Regions from separate parts of the Hordeum vulgare genome. Here regions 2 and 3 are each linked to region 1. A link is a contact called in public Hi-C data. All regions are on one chromosome and are shown on one strand. The core of a region is the stretch at or near the end of the contact, and the rest is flanking DNA. Distances in the headings are between cores, read along the strand shown.

The links. Hi-C and Micro-C count contacts between places; a contact is called where the count stands out from the background.
Region 2: a Hi-C map of leaf shows a contact between it and region 1, with 2.9 times the contacts expected there. The contact joins the promoter of LOC123407728 here to the promoter of LOC123407429 in region 1. A contact is called at or near these places in 3 of 6 Hi-C or Micro-C datasets (leaf and seedling).
Region 3: a contact with region 1 is called in a Hi-C map of leaf, with 6 times the contacts expected there. The contact joins the enhancer-like site here to the promoter of LOC123407429 in region 1. A contact is called at or near these places in 2 of 6 Hi-C or Micro-C datasets (leaf and seedling) and 1 of 1 datasets of contacts at active chromatin or transcription factors (embryo).

What each region holds. Positions count from the first base shown.
Region 1 is chr7H:215,697,318-215,700,620 of MorexV3_pseudomolecules_assembly, forward strand. It overlaps LOC123407429 (retinoblastoma-related protein 1), which reads right to left and starts at 1,802. Exons shown (of 18, transcript XM_045100564.1): 1 at 1,521-1,802; 2 at 656-760; 3 at 446-573; 4 at 268-364; 5 at 108-154. The coding sequence starts at 1,661.
Region 2 is chr7H:216,126,533-216,129,835 of MorexV3_pseudomolecules_assembly, forward strand. LOC123407728 (DNA polymerase zeta processivity subunit) reads right to left here and starts at 1,458. Exons shown (of 6, transcript XM_045100927.1): 1 at 1,218-1,458.
Region 3 is chr7H:215,318,230-215,321,532 of MorexV3_pseudomolecules_assembly, forward strand. LOC123408894 (chitin elicitor receptor kinase 1-like) reads left to right here. Exons shown (of 11, transcript XM_045101925.1): 9 at 4-142; 10 at 1,349-1,447; 11 at 1,541-2,008. The coding sequence ends at 1,705. Among protein-coding and RNA genes, the nearest start is that of LOC123408894, 15 kb to the left of the region's middle. Within about 2 kb of position 1,747, at least 2 of the 3 cell types and tissues checked have open chromatin away from gene starts, as enhancers often do. A contact at or near this core is called in leaf, where this site is marked.

The sequences.
Region 1 (3,303 bases), core at 552-3,051:
AAGACTTAGTGAAAGAACTGATATATGGGCATTTTAGGTTACATGTAGTCACAAGTAATATGATCACGCGGATAAAAGACACAAGATTAAATCATAGAGGTACTTGCCGGCCTAGGGAGCATAAATGGACAAGATTGGCTTGCAGCTCCTGTAACTGAAAACCAAACAAATGAATGACATTTAATCAGTAAGGGATGAACACCTAATATGTGTTTCAGTTCTGAAACAGGGGAAAAGACAATCTTGTGTGTGCACAAAAAAAACTACCTCAAGCCTCTTCTCCCAATCTGAACCATATAGACCAGTCAGAATGAATCCAACCTTTATGCAGAACTGAGGCATCTCCTTGAAAAAATCAACAATCCTGCAGGGCATCGACAGAGATGAGAAACAGACTAGCAAGCGCGATTGAGCGCTTGATTGAAAGAAGAAGTGCAGTGCTCACTTGAGTTCAAATGCCCTCAAAATCTGGCGCAGCGTGATGGCACGGTCTTCCTTGGCCTTCCCTGCATTGCCGAGCTTTGACACGCAGTAAAGAACACAAGCGGACCAGGACCTCTCGATCTCCTCGGGCTATTGAGCACAAGAAACACAAATTTTAGCTACTGTACATCAGAACATGACATGGTTTGTGGACGAAAGCAACGAGATTTACCGATCCACTGCCCAGGGATGACATGCTGGACAGGAGGATGATCTTGGTCTCCTTGAAGAGCTGCATCGCCTGCCTCGTGGTGCTCTCGTCGAGCACTAGCTTCCTCTGCTCGCCAGCAAATAGAGTAGTAGGCAGAATTAGATAATGAACCAAAACTCAGACATGGAAACTGCGCACAAGATGGAAGATTGTCGTCTGCCCTAAATCGTGGTAAGAAGATAAAGCGGAATAACTAATTTAATACTCTGCTAAATGTGACTCGTGTTGAATTGTTGAGTTTAGACGGATATAAAAAACACATGAATTGTAGTACTACAAGAGATAGCACAAATTACCAGTAAAGAATGCAATTTTTTTAAGATTTGGAGGGAGTGACCAAACCACGGATCACAGAATTTACCGCTAGAAAATCATTCGCCCCAAAAAAGATGTCACCAAGATAATCGCGAAATAGCATCGCCCCAGGAGGATTTGAAAGCGATAAGCGCAGAATCACGCGGAACCCGCAGAAGAATCGCGGGGTGGGGTGGGGTAGGGGTGGGTGGGGGGAGAAGGTAATCTAACCCGAGGGGACGAGGGCGCAGAATGCCGAGGATCTGGGGCATGGGGGCAAGAAAGATAATAAATTTCCCCCCAAAGAATCCAACATGAAAAAGATAAGCGGCGGGAATCGAATCCAGCATATACAACGGGAGAAGATGGAGTCGAGACCACGGAATTTGATAATGGCGCAACGCCCGCCATGATTTCTTGTTGAATCTTGACTGAAACAGTCTAATCTAAGCGGGGAAAGTAGGACCAGATCGGCGCAGGGAACTGAACCCCTGGTACAAGAAGGGGAAAGAAGATTGACTGGGAGCCGTACCTTGCAGACATCAGCGAATCGCTCCTCCATTGCCGCGGCGTTGGCGTTGGCGCTGGCGCCGCCGTTCATCCTCCCCGGGGCCGTGGACGCCGTGACCCCCGAGCCCGACCTCGCGGGCTGCGGCGCGTCTGCTCCGTCCATGGGCTGCCTCCCCCAGTAAGAGCTCCGGGGGCGGACGGAATCTGGACTCCGGCGAGCGGGGAGTAGGGTTGTTGCGGTGGGGCGGCGTGGCGGAGAGGAGAAGGGTCTGGGAGGCGGGGCAGGGGGGAAAGAGGTGGGAGTGCGCGCCAAAAGAGAGGATTTTTATGTCCGGTGCGGCGGCTGCGCGGTGGGCCCGCGCGGGGTTTTGGCGGGAGAGGCGCGACGGAGATGGCGGGAGATCTGCCCTGCCCTGGGCTGTGCGGGCCCTATACGGCGGTGGGGGGTGTCGGGATCCGCGGCCACGTGCGGCTTGCGGCGGCAGCGCAGCGCAGCGGAGCGGAGCGGAGCGGCAAAACGTGTACGGCTCGGCCTGGGAAGGCGAGAGGCTTGCGATGCACGATACAGTTCCTTGCTCCTTCGGGGTTCAAGTGCTGCATACAGTTGTACGATTTTCACGGATGCCGTTGAATCACCGGTACGTGTTGTTAATTTAACATTTAACAATAGCAGGACTAAAGCGAAGGCGGTGGACGAAAAAAATTAAGAAATTTGTTAGCAAATCAAAAGAGCCAATACACACTAGCAATGCACATTACCAAGGAATGAATACAATGAAAATGTAGACATGTTTTAATAAATAAAACAAACATAAAACATACTAATAATGAAATTTTTCATGGCGTTTGGAAGACCCAAGCGATGGCAATGCGTCTCTCGCCTATCAAAAATCTTTCTTAATTTTATCAAGATCAATACCTTTGAAGCCTTCGTTGGATGTAACACAACATCAAGTCATTAAGCCAGCCATGGGACATCTTGTTCCGCGACTTCATTGACAAGAAGGACATTTTAATTGTTGTGGTCGCTCTCTCTCGAGTAGCAATGCCAATTGAATGGAGCGATAACCGGAGAAAACATGACATGTCTTTCAAGTTCAACCATCTTTTTACCTAGGTTTGCACTATCATGACACACTCTAAAGTCTTCAATTATTCTCATATGAACAATAAATCGTTCAAGATTATCTATTACATGTTCACGTTCATAATCAGAGAAATCCTCGTGGTAAATCTCTTTGAGCCTTATTCACATTGAAACTGGAAAAGGAGTTTCTTGGGCAAAGGCAAGAGAGGTTCTTGGACAGCTGTGATGTTACCTCGTTAAAACGATGATCAGATTATGTGGTGATGAAGTCTATAACATTATAGAAGGTGTCCGCGCGGAAAAAATGATGAGACGTGGCATTGTTTGGTACACCTTGGCTTGATTTTCTCCATTTTACAAATATGTCATCCATACTTGTTATAGGAATATCATTTTTGGTGTAAAAGGATTTGACATCTTCCAGGAATAGCTCCTAATCATCATTTCTCCAATCGATTAAATTTGTTCTTGCATCTGTAATCAATGACATTGCCTGAAATGAGATGATTATAGTTTTAGATGCATGTATGCCTACTTGAACAAAATATATCAAGCGGACTAGATACGTATAACATTGATCATCACGTGTCTGGATAACATTTTGATGCTTATTTTGCAATAGAAGAGATAAATCATTTATCATACGAAGGATTTTGAGCATCATCTTCAGGATAACAACAAAGCTAAAAAACTCTGCATTTGATGAACCAAACCTCCT
Region 2 (3,303 bases), core at 208-2,707, 430 kb after region 1:
AAGAGTATTAAGGACAAACGTATCAGAACTTAAGCCGAGTTTCACAGAAAGGGCATGGAGCTGGGCACCAACAACAACGGATGGCATGCGGGCGGCGGTAGAAAGAGCGGCGCTAAGGGAGAAGTTATCGATGGGCATGTAGCCAGACCGGCGGAGTAGGGAGAGGAATGAGAGGGAGAGAGATGGGACAGGCCCCGAGGAGAGTGAGCGAAGGACAGAGTGAAGCAAGGGTACCCTGAGCAAAAGACCTGAGACAGTTGCATAGGATAGGAGAAGGGGGAGATGACGGTGGGTTAGGCGGGAGATTGGGACGGGGAGGACATATTTACTTCCAGGGAAAGCCTTTCTTATAATGGAGAAGGACCGTGTCTTCACATCGAGCATTCGCGGTGACAAGCACATCTAGATTCTCAATGGAGCTGACGATAGCGGGATGGAATGGAGTGTAGCTGTCACGCAGGGAAGCAACCGGATGATACAGGAAGCTGTCACCCAGCACTGCAACCTACATTAAAGGAACCTGGCATAAGACATTGTTTTCTATTCGAATAGGGGCAATTCTCCATTTCCATCAGCAATAACAAAACCAAAATTATCTTTCTTGCACACAGAGATTGGAAACCACACACTGACAAGAGTATCAGCACCTATTCAACTCCTGAACTCTAGCAAACTGTAACGAAAATAAATGCTAGCAGACACGCCAATGCTCAACATGAGATATCGCAGACATCAAGCAGACATAGCAGACTTTCCCAGGTAGTATCAGATAATGTTTTTACCATGTTTGCAGGTTATCTATCAGGACCACCGCTCCAAGTTAGCTTCACAACAAATTGCACAATTTGCTAAGGATCACTACGGGCACGGGGTTTCGTGTGGGGATTCGATTTCTTCTCTTTATGGAAGCAACTGCTACTAGCAATGGTGTAGCCTGGATTAGCTGCCGCCCTGGGCCAAAAGAGGGGAGGAAAAACACCCCCAACAACTAACACCAGGTTTACACAGGCATATAAAAAAGCTCGTCTTACAGGAACAAAAATTACTGAAATTAAATTGAAACAAAAATTACCAAAAGGCTTTCTACATTGAACTAACAAACTCTAAACTAAATGAGCTAATCATCGATGATGTTGAACATTTGAACGAATCAATAAAAAATCATTAAGTCAGTAAGGCATCAGGTAGTGTAGATCAGAAACGGGACGAACAACAACCTGGGAAAGCTAGGGCTTCTTTACCACCAATGTGAAATACACCTGGATGATTAGTTCCTCGCGCCGCGCCAGTTGGTAGAGGAAATGAGGAGAAGAGAGCCCCTTCGCCTCGTGATGGTGGCCAGCGAGAGCGTCTTAGTCGGAGGCGGGTGACTGGAGGCGGCGGAGGGCGGGGAGCGATGCGGCCCAGGCAAAGGGCACGGAGCTGAGGGAGGACGAAACGAACACGGTAGTGTAGCTCCAGATCTGGACCACCCGAGAATGATCCAACGTGCAGAAAGCAAAGGCTGTTTCTTCTTAATTTCGTCAATAAAATAAAATCCGCTTACATCCCACGTTACAAGCACGATGACCAAGTAACACGGAAAAAAATCCTATGAGACCTGGATGGTTGACACGTGGCATCTCTAATCTTCAAGCCTCTAATCCCACTTTCATTAGCTTTTGAATCTCGGGTACGTGGTCCCGATTGCAAACGCCTCATTCCTGACTCTAATAGGCTTGCTTCATGGGCTTCAACAGACACGTAACTTCAAAGAATTAGGTTTTTATTTTTCTCGGCCACGTCCATGACGGCCACGCCAAACGACTTTGGTGCGGCGACTGCACATCACGATGTCGCGATGATTTGTCGTTTATGGCGGCACTGACCATGTAGGAGGACCTCATCACCGAATCAGACCGCTCATCCATGGTGGTTGTATGCCATGTTGTTGCCCCGACGGACATCATGTTCCCTGCAGGCGTGCACCAAGGCGTCATGGGGGACGGCCGGACCGAGTCCGTGTTGGTGGCGGCCGTGCGGCAAGGTGTGCAGGACAGGCGGACGAAGTCCACGGTGGCGGCGGCTGTACGAGACTGCACCCATACGACCACATCCATCAGAGGAGAGGACGATGTCAGGGTGAGCAAGCTGCATGTGAATAGCCATGTGCTAGCTCTTGGTTGATTAATTTCATTATTTTTGTGCATGCATGCGTACTTAGTCATGCTAGCCGCTGATAATCATATAGCAGGCTGATGTTAAGCCAAAGCATAATATCATATGTTGTAGAAGCAAAGTTGAAAGTGATTAAATTGATGATGTTTGACATTATGCAGTTTCAATGGCTCGAAGGACAGGAAGTGTTGCATCCTTTATCGAGGAACAACGCAATGTATGAGTCGAGCCATGAGCTTATGACACCGAGCAAAAAGAATGATAAAGGAGAAGACAATTGTTCGATTGAGAAGGTAAAAAAATACTGCAATGCATCGACTTTAAAAATAATATTTATACTACAATGTTGATGAAGTCGGTGTATTTCATGTGTGTAACAGGATAATCCGAATGCATCTTCAGATAAAATTGTGCCAAAGGAAGGAATGTGTTTTCATTCTGAAGATGAGGCATACGAGTTCTATAATGCATATGCAGAAAAGAAAGGATTCAGTGTTAGGTGGACACACACAAAAAAGAGAGCAGGCGATACCTTATCTGCTAGGTATTTAGTTTGCAGTAAGGAAGGAGTGAAAGAAAAACATAGCACACATGAGACGAGGAAAGAACAAGCTTCTACGAGGACAGCTTGCAAAGCTCGTGTCCAGTTCCATATTACTCCAGCAGGTGTTTGCATGATTCAAAAGGCTGTCATTGAGCACAATCATCATATGGTATCTCCGGAGAAGGCACACATGTTAAGATCACAACGGCAGCTACTAGATGTCGATAGACAAATGATCGACGACATGCGGTCAGCAGGAATATGACCATAAAAATATACAATTATTTTGAAGAATGGTGTGGAGGAGCAGTAAATGTGCCTTTCTTGGAGATGGATTCCAATAACTACATAACAAGAGAGCGTAGAAAGTATTTGGAAACCAAAGATGCCCAAACTCTCGTGGAGTATTAAAGAACAAACAAGCTGAAGATCCATCATTTTTCTATGCTCTTCAACTTAATAAAGAGGATGGTACAATAGCAAATTTCTTCTGGGCTGATGGACAATCAATAATGGATTATTCATCCTTTGGAGATGTTACTTCTTTTGACACCACTTTCTCCATTAACAAGTTTGAAATGCCATTCGCTCCACTGGTGGGT
Region 3 (3,303 bases), core at 497-2,996, 380 kb before region 1:
CAGATATGCCCGATACGGTGATGTTTCTCCTAAGGTTGACGTCTATGCCTTTGGTGTTGTCCTGTACGAACTCATTTCAGCCAAAGATGCCATTGTCCGATCAGCTGAATCCACCAGTGATTCAAAGGGATTGGTTTATCTGGTAATTGTGCTTCTCATCCAACAAGTCACATTCTGCTCTCAATGATTCATAAAACTGCTAGGGTACCTGTTTTGTGTATCATTCTGCTTTTTTACTTCTAGTGACATTAGTTAGTTACAGAAGGTCAGATTAATATGGATGTTTTGTTATCCCACAGTTATCCTTTCGAAACCACCACGTACAGGCTGGCTTTGGAGTGAAATGCGCCATTAGTTCATTAACTCAAAATGATTGCACACTTTAAACCAAGAACTCAGAAAGTGATCAATTTAGTCCATAATTGTTTATTTCATGAAACTGGCCAAATCCGGTTAGGATGCCACGTTGGCATTGCTTGGACCGCTCGTAAACTGGCTTAACTTAGGGGCTTTTTTGCAAGATTATGTCAATCTCGTTTAGACTACACATAGGCGTCAACAGCTCAGGTAGAAGCCTGCTAACCAAGAGAACTATAAGCTGTTTGTGTAGGCATTGTTTAGTATTGGTTTTTATTCTTTCTATTTGTTCGGTCAGTTTCCAAAAAAGATTGATACCACAAGTTGCATTGTGTGGGATTTGTACCCACGCCTGACTAGGGAAAAAGAGTGGCCTGCTAACCAATAGGATATCAAGTCATTTGTGTGCATTGTGTTAAATATATTTTCTCTTCTCCTAAGCTTAAATACATACAGATGAACAATAAACTCTGAAAAGGTAGTAGTGGTAAATAGTTTTTAAGAAACTGGTATTCTTTCATATACTTTGTTGTAACACAATCCACAACTTATGACTTGATCCTACTGGTCAGCAGGCCACCTTTTCCCGACCGAGCAAATAGAAAGAATAAGGACCGATAGTAACCAATGGCTACACAACTAGTACCTTATAGTTCTCTTGGTTACCAGGCCTTATACCTGAGCCCTACGACGTGTGTTTGAGTCATGCATGGCTTCTGTTTATACACACGGCAGTTTCAATTTGAACGCGGGTTAATCTTGCAAAAGAGTCCCGGTAAAAATTAGTCAGTTTATGAGCGGTCCAAGGAACGCCAAGCGTAGCAGCCATGTGGATGGTTTTTTTTCTCTCCCGAATCGGTTTTGGCTTTATTTGATCCAGTAAACCAGTTTATGGAGTAAATTGGTCACTTTCGCTCCTGGCTTTGGGTCCTTGCTGAACTTATTTACCTTGCCTGTTTGATGACTTTACCATACACTGAAATATGTGTAGTTTGAGGAGGCTCTCAACGCACCGGATCCGAAGGAAGGCATCGGGAGGCTGATGGATCCAAAGCTGGGAGACGATTACCCCATCGACGCCATTCTCAAGGTTAGAGAAAGATGCTCGGGCTTTGCTTTCCTTGCGTGGTTGGATTGGATATATGCCGGCCAGGATAAAACATTTGTTGCCTTGTGGTTGCAGATGACACACCTGGCGAACGCATGCACACAGGAGGACCCCAAGCTGAGGCCGACTATGAGATCCGTGGTCGTCGCGCTGATGACGCTCTCCTCCACAAGCGAGTTCTGGGATATGAACGCGCTCTACGAAAACCCAGGCCTGGTGAACCTCATGTCCGGGAGATGACCTCGTCTCCCCAGCCACATGCCTCCCCTGGCCTTGTACATCTGGGTTCTACAGTCGAATGCGGGACGATAAGGCGGTAGTGACAGCCTGACAGCGTCGATTGTTTTGGCTATCTTCGAGCGTGTAATTTCCCATCGGTATAGATTCTTTTTTCTGCCCTTTTATTTATGTCCGAGTTCACATTTCCTTCTTGGAGACAGTAGCGCCACATGCATGTGAGTTGTATGGGTCAAGTGTAATATATGTACGTACAGGTACGTGCTTATTTTGACATGGCAATGGAAATAGTTAATAGGCCTTGTAGATGACTAGCGCTTGTGTGGCAATAATCTTGCCAGAGGATATGTGGAGTCTTCCCTCGGACAGAGATATTGGTAGTATTACAGTACTATTAATACTGTACTTGATTGCTCCGTTGGCTGCTTGCTCCAAGTTGCTTTCTACTACTAGCAGACTAGCATGTCGGCAATCGGTCAAGACGTTAGACGTGTTGGTGATATTGACGTTACGTGGAGATACTAGTCAAAGATGTATTAAAGAAATATAAGAACGCTTAGGTCACTAAATAGCACTTCCTATATAAACTAATATAAAAGTATTTAGATCACTAAAATAGTGTTCTAAATGCTTTTATATTAGTTTATGGAGGGAGTAAGATCTAAGTAGCTCCTCAATCGTATCATCATCCTGTTGTAGGGAATGAATATTTTTCTTTCGGTGTATGTCATTCATGATTTCATAAAAATATCTAGTATTTGAATCACATTCATGTAACATGTTAGCTATCTGTACATTTAAATGACTCTTGATCTTGATTCCATGTTCAGATAGAGGTCTAACCTTTGCCAAGGTTTCTAATTCATCAATGATAGATGAAAGACAAAGCTTCTCCTTTTTAAGCATACCACCGTATGCCTGGCCCAACCATCAAAGAATTTATGTAATGCATGTATCTTTTTATTCCATCTATGTATTGGGGTAGGCCCGACCACAGATTTCTCCCACATCTCCTTGATCATATTATGGAAGCCATCCTGAAACAACCATTGAAGTTCAAACTTAAACTTGTGTCTATGTTGTGGTCGTGGCAAACCAGTAGTTAGGAGAGTGAGTGCATTGTCCGATAGGTAGAGAAAGAACAGACACGATAGGAAATTTAGATTCCTAGTCGGTTGCCATTAAAACGCGATCTAGTTTCTCATATGTCGGTTCTGGAAGACTGTTTGCCTAAGGAAATTGTCTTCCAACCATGGAAACCTTTTGCAGATCTAGACTGTCGATGACAGTGTTGAAAAGGAAAGGCCAATGATTATCAAACCTACCACGGCTTTTCTCATTGGGAAATCTAAGCAAACTGAAATTCCCACATGTAAGAATTGTAAGTGCATCTAATGGCACCCCGTGTTGGTTTTGGAGTACTAGAGACAAACATGGTTAAGGGACTAATATGTTTGTAAGAGTTCACACGTTAACACGGATAGAAGTCCCACGAGTTTTGATTTAACCATCGTAGACGACCCCTAAAAATGTCTGAAGACATTGATGATGGCCGAAGCCATTGGTGGTGCACAAAGAAAATCGCTTGAAGATAATGAAAC